Linked DNA regions of Sus scrofa: region 1 is linked to region 2. Evidence: chromatin contacts called from public HiChIP or PLAC-seq data. All regions are on one chromosome and are shown on one strand. Each heading gives the region's core, a stretch centred on a gene start, on an enhancer-like site or on the middle of the called end of the contact. The rest is flanking DNA. Distances are from core to core; before and after follow the strand shown.

Region 1 (5,313 bases), core at 1,857-4,356, 79 kb before region 2:
TATTCCAAGAAATCAATAGCCATGCAGATTTTATTTGCTAGACACCTCTCAAATCCATCTATTTTTCCCTATGTCCACCAAGAGCAGCCCAGTACAAGTTGCCCAAGACTGCTACAACAGTCTCTTAATTGGTCTCCCTGAATCCACAGGTATTCTCTCCATTCCTTTTTCCAACTTGCTGAGGTCATTTCTTTTCTTCTTTCTTTCTTTCTCTCCATCCTTCCTTCTCTCTCTTTTTCTTTCTTTGCTTTTTAGGGCCACATTCTGGGTATATGGAAGTTCAAATCAGAGCTGCAGCTGCCAACCTAAACCACAGCCACAGTAACACCAGATCCAAGCCATGTCTGTGACCTACACCACAGCTCACGGCAATGACAGGTCGTTAACCCACTAAGCAGGGCCAGGGATTGAACCCTCATCCTCATGGATAACAGTCAGGTTCATTACCACTGAGCCACAAAGGGAACTCCTCAGGGGTCATTTCTAAACACAGAACTGTGTCCTCCTCCCATGCTCACTTGCTCAAAACTTTACTCATAAGAGAGGAAAAATATATATATATATATTTCTTCAGCATACATTTAAGACTCAGCCTGGTGTGGCCTTACCTGTTTAAGTCACACCCCTTGCCTTCTTTCCCCTCCTCTCTGGCAATAGGGTCTGTACACAGGAAAGGTCTTTATTCCTTTTGCCTATATTGTTCTTTCCTCCCCCTCTTCACTTGATGCAATTTCTACTCATCTTTACTACTTCACTTCAAGCATCTCTTCAGGAAGGTCTTTCCTTCCCTTATCTCTCCACTTCAGCCATATCCTCTATTATCAAGTCTCTAAGCGGTAAGCATCTTTCCTTTGCAGGCCTTGTTAGAGATGTTACTTTACATAGTAATAGATCTGCTAACACTCTATTTCAGTTCTATTTCATTCTGTTTCAGAAGGTTTTTGACAGTGTTCTACAGTGGAAATTTAACAATCATTTTCAAAAAAGAAATGTCTTCATTGTCATCATCCCAGATGTTCCAAAGCATGCCCACATGTCCAAAATTAAATAATTTCTACCCACCCCAAACTTGTCCTCTTCTAATCCTTATTTTGCTGAATGACATCACTATCTTCCTAGTGACACACAAGCATTTACAGCAAAAATAAAAACCATTCCAAACACACCATGTCCTGAATATTCTCTACCTTCCAACTACCTACCTCCCCATTCCAAACACACCATGTCCTGAATATTCTCAACCTTCCAACTATTTCTTGACCCTATTCATTTGTCACCCTTCACAACTCCATGTCTCTAGACCAGGGATAATCATCATCTTTTTCTTGGATGACTATAAGTGCCTCTAACTGATGTCTCTGTAACCATTCTTGCCCCAGTAATTCACTTCATCTAGGCAACAACCCCCGCCCCCCCAACCCCAATCCAATGCAAATCTGAACATCCCTTGGTAAATCCCTTCAGGCTGATAAATTCCAAAATAATTAACAAGGCACAGAGAATCTATTCCTCCGACCTCATTCATTGCCACTTTCTCCTCTCTGTTCACTGTCCCACATACATACACTCTGAACACGTGGCCAAATTACAGTTAGGAGAGATTCATTTCCTTTATTACTCAACCCTTCTGGTCAGAAGAGAAACAGAATAAGTCAATAAAGTTACTTCTTTGCTAACTAGCTCCCAATACAGGCAATGGGTTTTAGCTAAATCTATCCCATTCCTCAGAGTTTAGGTGAGTGTCGGCTCTTACCTGGCATCAGCACGGTCATTCCCCACTTCTAACTTAATCTACTCTTCCTGGTTCATTCTGCTGTAGCCACAGTGGCCTCCTTGTTTCTCTATCAAGTCTGGCACACTCCCACCTCAGGGCTTTTGCATTTGCTGTTTGGTCTGCATGGACTGCTTTCTCCAGAAATACAATCATACAAGGTACCCTCACTTTGTCTTTGATCAAATGTCACCTTTTCACTGACACCTTTCCTGAGTACCTCCATTTAAATGAGCAACAAGTGAACTCATTCTTTGTCTCAGTAGCTTCAGTCTTCTATATACAGAACTTACCCATTTGACATTCCTTACGTTTTACTTATTTTATCTGCCCTGCCAGTAAACTTCATGAGGGAAAATATTTTGTTTATCTTATTCACTGCAATGTCCCTAAAGTAGGGCCTGGAGAGCAGGCACACAATAAGTGCTGACTGGAAGCACGAAGAACTCTTTACACCGTTCAGGTCACTGAAACCACTGAAACAGCACTCTCATTTTTGATAAGCAGTCCCCATCTTGAGTTTCCAAAAGACTCAGCCCTAGGGCTGAGCTTTTTCTTTTGGGTTACCCGTGTCAGTCCGGAAAGTCAAACTTAGTAGAACTTCATTGAAGCTAGCGCTTCGACTTTCTTTCATCTTTCCCATCTCCAAAGTTGTTTCCTTGGTTTCTCCTAACCCTTAACAATCCTCTTCAACTACCACTTGTTTTACTACATAACCCTGTAAAAGAATCTAAATTCCGCTTTCAAAACTTGGAAGACCTTATGCAAAGATCCCTACCACATGAATCCTAATCTCCTTTTTCTCTCGTCTCCTTTCCCTCATAAATCCGACTTTTCCCATTAGTTCCGCCCCTGTCAGTTCTCCAACTCTTCCACTCCTTCCACGCCTTCATTTTACCCAGACTGCCTTCCCGCCTCAGTTTCGAATCTCTCTAAACCTCCTCAGACGAAGGGGGTCTTTTCTACTTGAAAGCTAGTCGCCATTCTATTTGCCAACTCCTCCCATCCACCCCACCACACACCTACCCCACCACACACACCCACGTGTGCACGCACACACACAAACCATCCCGTCTCTCCCTGGACCCCCGAAACAGGACCTCATAGGCCCAGAATCCGAGAATGAGAAACGTGGGTGATCCACAGGCTAAATGAATTCGCAACCCGCGCGAGGCACATTAAGTCACTCACCTCTGATGTCAAAGCTCCTGCCAGACGACTAGTTTGGTGTGGGCCTCTACAAACCCAGACTCTTAAGCCACGCGCAGCACGAAGATCCTAGAAACGCAGATGTTACGCTCCCAGCGCGCCGCCATCTTGGGCCTCCATCCAGCTTCATGATTGGATGAGCCATTCTCGCGCGACCTGTAGCAGATGCTGAAGAAAGAAGAAACTGTCGCGAGAGTTGGTGGCTCAGTATATCAGAAGAAGGGGGCGTGGCATCGAGCGGAGTCCTTCGGGTAAGGACACCTGAGCTTAAATATCTAGGGACCTTGTTTTCTAAAAAAGATTTAAAAAATATATGAGCCTTCTAGGCCCCACGCCAGACTTACTAAATCACTTCTCTGGGGTTGGGCAGGGAATGTAAGGATGGCTGCGCGGGGGTGAGAGGGTGCTTTTGGTCTAGACGGGGGCAATTACCGTTTGTTCTGCAACAGGTCTCTCTCCTTGGGCGATGTCTTGTTCAATCATCACAGATAAACCTGTGAGATAGGATAATCTTATTTACAGAGGAAGAACCGGGGAGCAGAAAAATGAAGTTATTTGTTCAAGATCCTATATTCAGATGACATCAAATCCACGATCTTTGTATTCCTCGCCTACCTCTTGAGCTGGAAGCTCTGTTAAATGCTTTTGTTTTTCTTTTCAACGCGTTTATACTAGTTTTTACGTTCTGCTAAGTAGAGTGAGCATTACCTCCCCAATTTACAATTGAGATAAAAAGGTAAATGACTTTCACAAGGCATACAGCTAGTAACAAAACAAGGGCTAAAGTCTGAATCTCTGAACCCCTACCTACTACTTCTTTCCAATAAAAAGCTTGCCTAGATCCTAGTAATTAATGTGAAAGCATCAGGCAAACATTGCCATACAATTGAGAGGTTAGGGCTAGAAAATTCAGCTTTAGGAAGAACTGAGTGTGCCCATTGTCACCCGAAGAGAAGTGAGGAAGGGTTTTAATTGTCTGTTCTGTAGCAACCTCCCCCCCACTCCCAAATGTGTAGGTTAAAACAACCACCATATTATTTGCTCACTGTGAAGTCTGGGCTGTAATTAGCTTGGCCATTTTTCTTCTGGCCTTGCCGTAGGTGGTAGCATCAGAGATGGGCTGGTTTGGTGGGAATGAATGGGCCTCTCTTCCTGTAGTCTCAAATTCTCTCTTTCCATGTGACCTTTCTACATAATCTCTCCAGCAGAGTAACCAGATTTCTTACATGTTGGCTCAGGACTCCCCAAAAGGCAAACTTGGAAGCTGCTAGAACTTCTTCTTTTTTTTTTTTTTTTTTGTCTTTTTGCCATTTCTTGGGCCGCTCCCACGGCAGATGGAGGTTCCCAGGCTAGGGGTCGAATCGGAGCTGTAGCTGCCAGCCTACACCACAGCCACAACAACTCGGGATCTGAGCCGCGTCTGCGACCTACTCCACAGCTCACGGCAACACCGGATCGTTAACCCACTGAGCAAGGTCAGGGATTGAACCTGCAACCTCATGGTTCCTAGTCGGATTCGTTAACCACTGCGCCACGACGGGAACTCCTTTTTTTTTTTTTTTGCTAGAACTTCTTAAGGCTTTGCCTCAGGGCTGTTGCTTTCATCCTATTCTGTTAGTTAAAGCAAGTCAAAGGGCCAGCCTAGATTCATGAGTAAGGAACTATGCCAGGGTACCTTCCAGAAAGCATGGTTCACTAGAGCAGCAATGTAACAGATGTTAGAGAAAGTTTTATGTTGTATTTTATTTTTGCTTTTTAGGACCATACTCATAGCATATGGAGGTTCCCAGGGTCCAATCCGAGCTACAGCTGCCAGCCTACGCCAACACCACAGCAACTTGGGATCCGAGCCACATCTGCGACCTATACCACAGCTCGTGGCTGGATCCTTAACCCTCTGAGTGAGGCCAAGGATTGAACCCGCAACCTCATGGTTCATAGTTGGATTCGTTTCTGCTGCACCACGATGGGAACTCCAGAGTTTTATGCTTTAATTAGTAATGACTTTTTATAGTATTTAGGGCTTCCTTCTGGAGAGATGAAAAAGACCAAACGGGCTTGGAGTTATGGCTAGTAGGGTTGAAAGTGGATTGTATGTAAGTTGCTCGTAAATTTCTCTATTAGGTCAAAACTGAGCTCCCAACTCCTCTGGGTCAAACAGAAAGACTGTAGTTCTGTAGCCAGGGAATTTAGGCTTTAATCCTGCTGCTACTACTTACTAACCCTTTGATTATGGGCAGTTTACTTAAACTATTCAAGCCTTGGTTTGCTCAATATTGCAAAATAGGATAGAAATCTCATAGAATTGTTGTGAGAAGTAAATTGCATAATGG
Region 2 (5,560 bases), core at 1,807-4,306:
CCTATGTTCATGACACATGAGGGTGTCATGATGCTGAGATGAAGAATGACTGGTTTAGTTGACCTTATCCTCACTGATAGGTCCATGTTTTGGGGAAATTCAGGTACACAAATTATTTAGCTAAAATCTCCTAGAGTGAGTCTTTTGTCACTTAGGTCATGGTTTTCTTTCAAAAGGGACATTGGTACACATAACCTATGCCTAAAAGCTAACTCCTCACCATTTCCTAACTGTTTTATATCAAGTATGCACCTACAGCAATGTATGTTTGCCTATAAATAGAGGACAGTTTCATTCTCAAAATATTTGTGTTCATTATAAACAGATTTTTGCTCTGGAGCTATTTTTAGAAGACATTTTGTCCTCTCCCCAATAGTAATATTTGCAGTGTTTCTTCTAGTCAGCTTATTTGCAGAATTGTTTAAACTAACACTAATTTTACTGCAGCAACTAAAACAAATGCTTCCATTTTTAAAATGTTCGCTGAAAAAATGAAGGTTTGCAATTCAAACGAATGAGGAGATTGTTAGATTGCAGTAAGTAAAATAGAAGTTTATACTTAATTTTTTTTATAAATATCATCCAAAATATTCATTATCGAATGTTTCCTGGATGGACATAGTCAGTTTTGTATAAGTCCTTATGAATTATGATTGATAGTACAGATGTCCCACTTCTCCATTCTCAAAGAGACAAGACTTTATGAAGACAGATATATCATTTTAGCAACTGAAAAGAAAGTGCACAGAACCAGAACACATGGCCCCATATCAAGGCACATAACACAACTCCCTGGATTATAACTTTTAAAAGACTTCAAACTTTTAAAGAAAAGTTATAATCCAGGGAGAAAATTTTTACACATTCTTCCCAAGGGAGTCTATTGTTTTTTGAAGGACTCTTATTGAGATACAGCCTGATCTCAAATTTAATTTATAATTAAATAATACAGATTTTAAAGTATTCTGAACACCTGCATGTATGAGCTCAAGGTTTATGCAGGTTAGAGTTACCTATTTGTATTAAATTGGTGTTTATCAATATGATTCTGATTTCTGGACAACTTTGTAGACTTTTAGAACATTCATTTAAGAAATAAAGAACTAGAGTTCCCATTGTGGCACAGCGGAAATGAATCCAAGAACCATGAGGTTGCAAGTTCGATCCCTGGCCTCCCTCAGTGGATTAAGGATCCTGTGTTGCCGTGAGCTGTGGTGGATGTCGCAGACGTGGCTCAGATCCCACATTGCTGTGGCCATGGTGTAAGCTGGCAGGTATAGCTCTGATTAGACCCCTAGCCTGGGGACCTCCATATGCCGTTAGTGGGACCCTAAAAAAAAAAAAAAGCAGAAAGACAAAAAAAAATGAAGAAATAAAGAACTGATATACTCAGATGATTAAATGTTAATAGTACGATGTGAGGCAATAATACTTTCACAGATAAAAACAAACCAAAAGTGGATTCTTAGAACAAGGGATATTAATTTATTTCCAAGTTTATTGACTGTTACTGGACATGGCACAGACCAAACTTCAGTGCATTTTTTGGTCCTTATCCAGCCAGAGAATCCCCAAACTGTAAACCTGCAAAAGACATTCCAGAGATCATTTGATTTACTTTCCTGCTTTCAAGAAGGCGAGAACCCAAACCCTCCAGGCAGTTCATTCATATTCTTCTTGAACAACTCCAGGATTAGAGACTTAACAACCTTTCTTGATAAAAGAAAACTTGTTTTAGCATCAAGCAACAGTAGTGGTTAAATGAATTGGGTGACTCTCCACTAAGGACATATATTGTACACACGCAGCATAGCCTCGCTAATTCTCACAAAAACCTTACAAGTTATTTATTAGGTCTATTTTATAGAGAAACTGAGGCCAGAAAGAGGCATTTAGCCAAGGTCACATTTCCTCTAAGAGGCTGATTCGGGATACACATACCCAAGTTATCTCTCTCATTAACCAAGTTCATCTCAAATGCAGTGTATGCGTTTACCTACATAAAGGAAAGCAATAAAATCAATAAACACAAGCCTAAACCTGTGTTTCAGGTAAGTTTCCTTGGACAGCACAGATTAATGACAAGATAATCACACTAGATAACTCTTAACTGAAAGAATATTCCATATTGAATGATTCAGAACCTCAAATCTGCTTCTTTTAAACGGAATGTCTCTATATGGAATACACTGACTATAAATCCCCAAGACTTGTCATCAGTATTTCAACCCGTAAATTAGCAAACACACACACACACACACACACGCCTTGTAGGAATAAAGTTCCAGGTCTTTCTTTGGGCATCAGTTTTGAGACTTCCAGAGTCGCAGAACTGTGTGCCTGCGTATGTGACTCAGGAAAACAATAGCTGAATCACATCTAAAAGCGAATCTTCCCAATTAAAAATCTATAATAAAAATGAAGGCAACAAGGCATTCCATCAGCCTTTTAACCTCAACAGCTCTTCTCCCCAAGCCAACTCAACCTACTCTCCTCTGCTTCCCGGCCCCCACGGAAGACCGGAGGTAGAAGGGGCGACAGCCTGGCCGGGGCTTCGCTTTCTGAAGCCTATCCGGGCCCGGAATCCAAGGGCGCCAGCTGGTCTCTGCTGTTGGCCGGGGGAAGTGGGGAGAGCGCAGTTCGCGGGCAGGAGCAGGGCGGGGAGGTGAAGAGAGCCGGAGTTCGTGAGGGGCCAGAACAGTCAAACAACGGTCTAGGAAAAGGGGACCGAGAACCTTTTCCCTGGTTAAAGAGGCGTGTGCAGCGCGAGAAGAAGCACCTAGTGCGCAAACTCTTCCGCCGATCCCCTCGGTACTTCCAAGCCACACCGGCAGCCCTCCCGCTAAGCGGAAGGCAGCGAGGCTCAGGGCCCGGCCCAGACTGGCGCATGCGCCGCAGCCCCTCCTCCGCTCCCGGCCCCCTCCCCTCCCTCTTCCCCGCGGGTCTGGGGCGGCGGCGGCGGCGGCAGCGGCAGCGGCGGCGCGGTGACGTCAGGGCGTTGGGGCAGCTCCTGTGACAGACGGAGCTGGAGCGGCGGGGCGGCGGCGGAGTCCGGCGGCAGAGATAGCGAGTGAGCGAGCGAACGAGCAGCGACTCCGGGGTCTAGGGAGCGAGAAGGAGAAGGAGGGGAGCGCTCGGGCGCGAGCGAGAGAAACCGCGAGCGCCGGGCTTGGGCTCGAGCCCCGGAACGGCTGAGGAGCCCGCCCGCTCCCCTCCCCTCCCCCTCCCCGGGACCGGGCCCAGCGCGCCATCCTCCCCCTCCCTCCTTCCCTCCCTCCCTCCTTCCTCCCTTCCCTCTCCCTCTCCCCCTCCCCCGCCGGTGGATGGGAGTGAAGGACGGAAGAGGCCCTGCGGAGGCGGCGGTGCAGCGCTCCGGTAAGGCAGCGAGAGTCTGCGCCCTTCCCTCTGTTTTTCCCACCGCGCTCGGGCAGCTGCGGGCCGAGCCCGGCGGCCTGACGATGTGGCTGCGCCGGTCCCCTCCCTCCCATTCTCCCCTCCCCCTGCCGCCGCCTCCTCCTTCTTCTTCTCTCCTCGCTCTCAAAATGGCGGCCGCGACGGCCGTTGAGTGAGAGACTCGGGAGGAGGGGGGACAGGCCCGGGAGGGCGCTGCCCTCGCTCCCCTCCTCCCTGGCCCGGGTTCCGGGGGTGCCAGGGCCTCCGCGGCTCCACCCGTGGCCCTCCGGGAAAGGGATCGCCCTCCTCCCTCGGTGACTTAGCAAGAAAAGTATTCTTGGGTAGAAAGGGCGTGGAGAGCAGGTCGCTCTATGATCTTGGGGAAAGGATTCGGCCCTTCTCTCCACCGGCGCGGAAGGCGAGCTCCGCAGTCCCCACCCCACCCGCGGTTGGCGCTAAGGAACCGGGCTCCGCTCGGAGCCGCCTCGGCACCCACAGGCCTTGAGGCGTTCTGTCCCCCACCTGTCCTTAGGATGGGGTTGACCCGAGAATGATGGCCCAGCCCATCCCTGGCCCCCCTGTGCGGTGGTCGAGCCTCCGCACCCATTAAGGAGGAGCGGCCCGACCCACCGAACCATCTGCAGCATCCACCCACCAAATCCGGCAGGATTTTCTGTTCTGCCACCGGCTCCTTAAACGGGAGTTGCCTTTTGACGTTGTAACCCTGAGCTTCGAGGCCCTCAGCCATTCTCCTTCATCTAATCTAATCTCTCCACTCATATAGGAAGCGCAGTGCCTTCCTTAGCCTCGCAGGTGAGAATATGCCTTTGAGGAGGTACCAGGGCAAATTTTAACTCTACCACTCTAAACAGAAGAGTGGAGAGGAAGAGGAGGTTTTTCAGTATCTGAGATAAGGGAGAGCAAGGTGCCTTGGTTTTATGTTATTCTGCTTTTCTTTGGTGACTTAGCAAGAAACTCCTTGGGAGGAGAGCAGGAGATTTTTCTTTTGGGCTTGAGGTTTGGGTCCAATTTATATCAATCCTTTGGTTACAAAATTGTGCTTTGGAAGCGAAGAACCAGATTTGTGATTCTCAATGGGCGATGTCATGCCAAGGTTTTCCCCCACCCCCCCACTTTGCTAAAGAGGCAATCGGAAGAGAATAAAGATATTACTGTTATTCTGACCTCTACTTTAACACACAATCTTTGAGGTTCGTAACGTTTTAAAGGCTAAACAAAAAAAATTGTGCTATTTTTGGTAATTCTATTTTTGTTGGGAGGTGGGTTGTTTTGTGTGAATTTCATTTTGAGGCTAGGGCGGAGGAGACAGTGCTTGGGCCTTCCATACCGGTAATGTCATCCCTCCGCTTCAGCCACAGTAGTATTTGCTTGAAAAATTTTTTTTCTCTCTTCTTTTTTGCTGCAGCAGGGCTTGATTGCTGCAGCTCCAGTCTTTTAATCAGGAAAATTTCCTGGTTGGGTATGTCGGTAGTGATATAATATTGGATATATTAAAAGCTTTTACTTAAAATTTTTTGATTGGGTTTAAGGCATTAGCTAGCTTAATCTCTCATGGGTATCTTTCAGGACACAGTTTTGCAAAATAATTGGCAGTTGCAAATTGCAGTTTTTATTAAAGCAGAAGAGTAATCTGTATTTAGGGTGATTTTTTTCTTTCATGTTCTATTATAAATGATCATTGTTTGGATTGTTCACAAGAAGAGGATCTCCTAAACAAATTTGTAGCTGTTGTTTTTATAAATCAGAAACTGGAACCCAGTTTTTCACAAATTATTTCTGTGTATATTGATTTTGATGGAACTAGCCCAATTTCAGTGCCTCTCCCCCACCTCCTTTTTTTTTTAAAATGGGCTAATATTTGTAGATGCTGTGAACAGCCATTGAGCCAGGGAGACTGGGTGGAGTAAGAGAGCTGAAGCTGTGAAATGCTAGATTGCCCTTTGATAGCATTTTTCTCTTGCTTATGTTTTGTAAGGTTATTTGATGCTAATTGGTGCTACAACAAAGGCATTTCTCTGTGGTAAATCTTAGAAATGTCATGTTTTTAGTTTCCACCTTTTTTGCAAGGTGGGTATTGAAAGATTGGGGTAAAAAGCAAATGTCCCTGCTCTGAAGCAGATACTTATTGTCTTTATATAGAGATGTA

What was found. HiChIP or PLAC-seq counts read pairs in DNA pulled down with a chosen protein or histone mark.
Region 1: a contact with region 2 is called in an H3K27ac HiChIP or PLAC-seq map of alveolar macrophages. The contact joins the promoter of METTL16 here to the promoter of PAFAH1B1 in region 2. A contact is called at or near these places in 1 of 5 promoter capture datasets (liver), 3 of 47 Hi-C or Micro-C datasets (fetal skeletal muscle, heart right ventricle and mesenchymal stem cells) and 2 of 2 datasets of contacts at active chromatin or transcription factors (alveolar macrophages and skeletal muscle).

Annotation. Positions count from the first base shown.
Region 1 is chr12:48,564,143-48,569,455 of Sscrofa11.1, forward strand. It overlaps METTL16 (methyltransferase-like protein 16), which reads right to left and starts at 3,107. Exons shown (of 12, transcript XM_021067620.1): 1 at 2,963-3,107. It also overlaps a transcript of PAFAH1B1 not described here.
Region 2 is chr12:48,642,753-48,648,312 of Sscrofa11.1, forward strand. PAFAH1B1 (platelet activating factor acetylhydrolase 1b regulatory subunit 1) reads left to right here and starts at 3,057. Exons shown (of 11, transcript NM_214250.1): 1 at 3,057-3,375.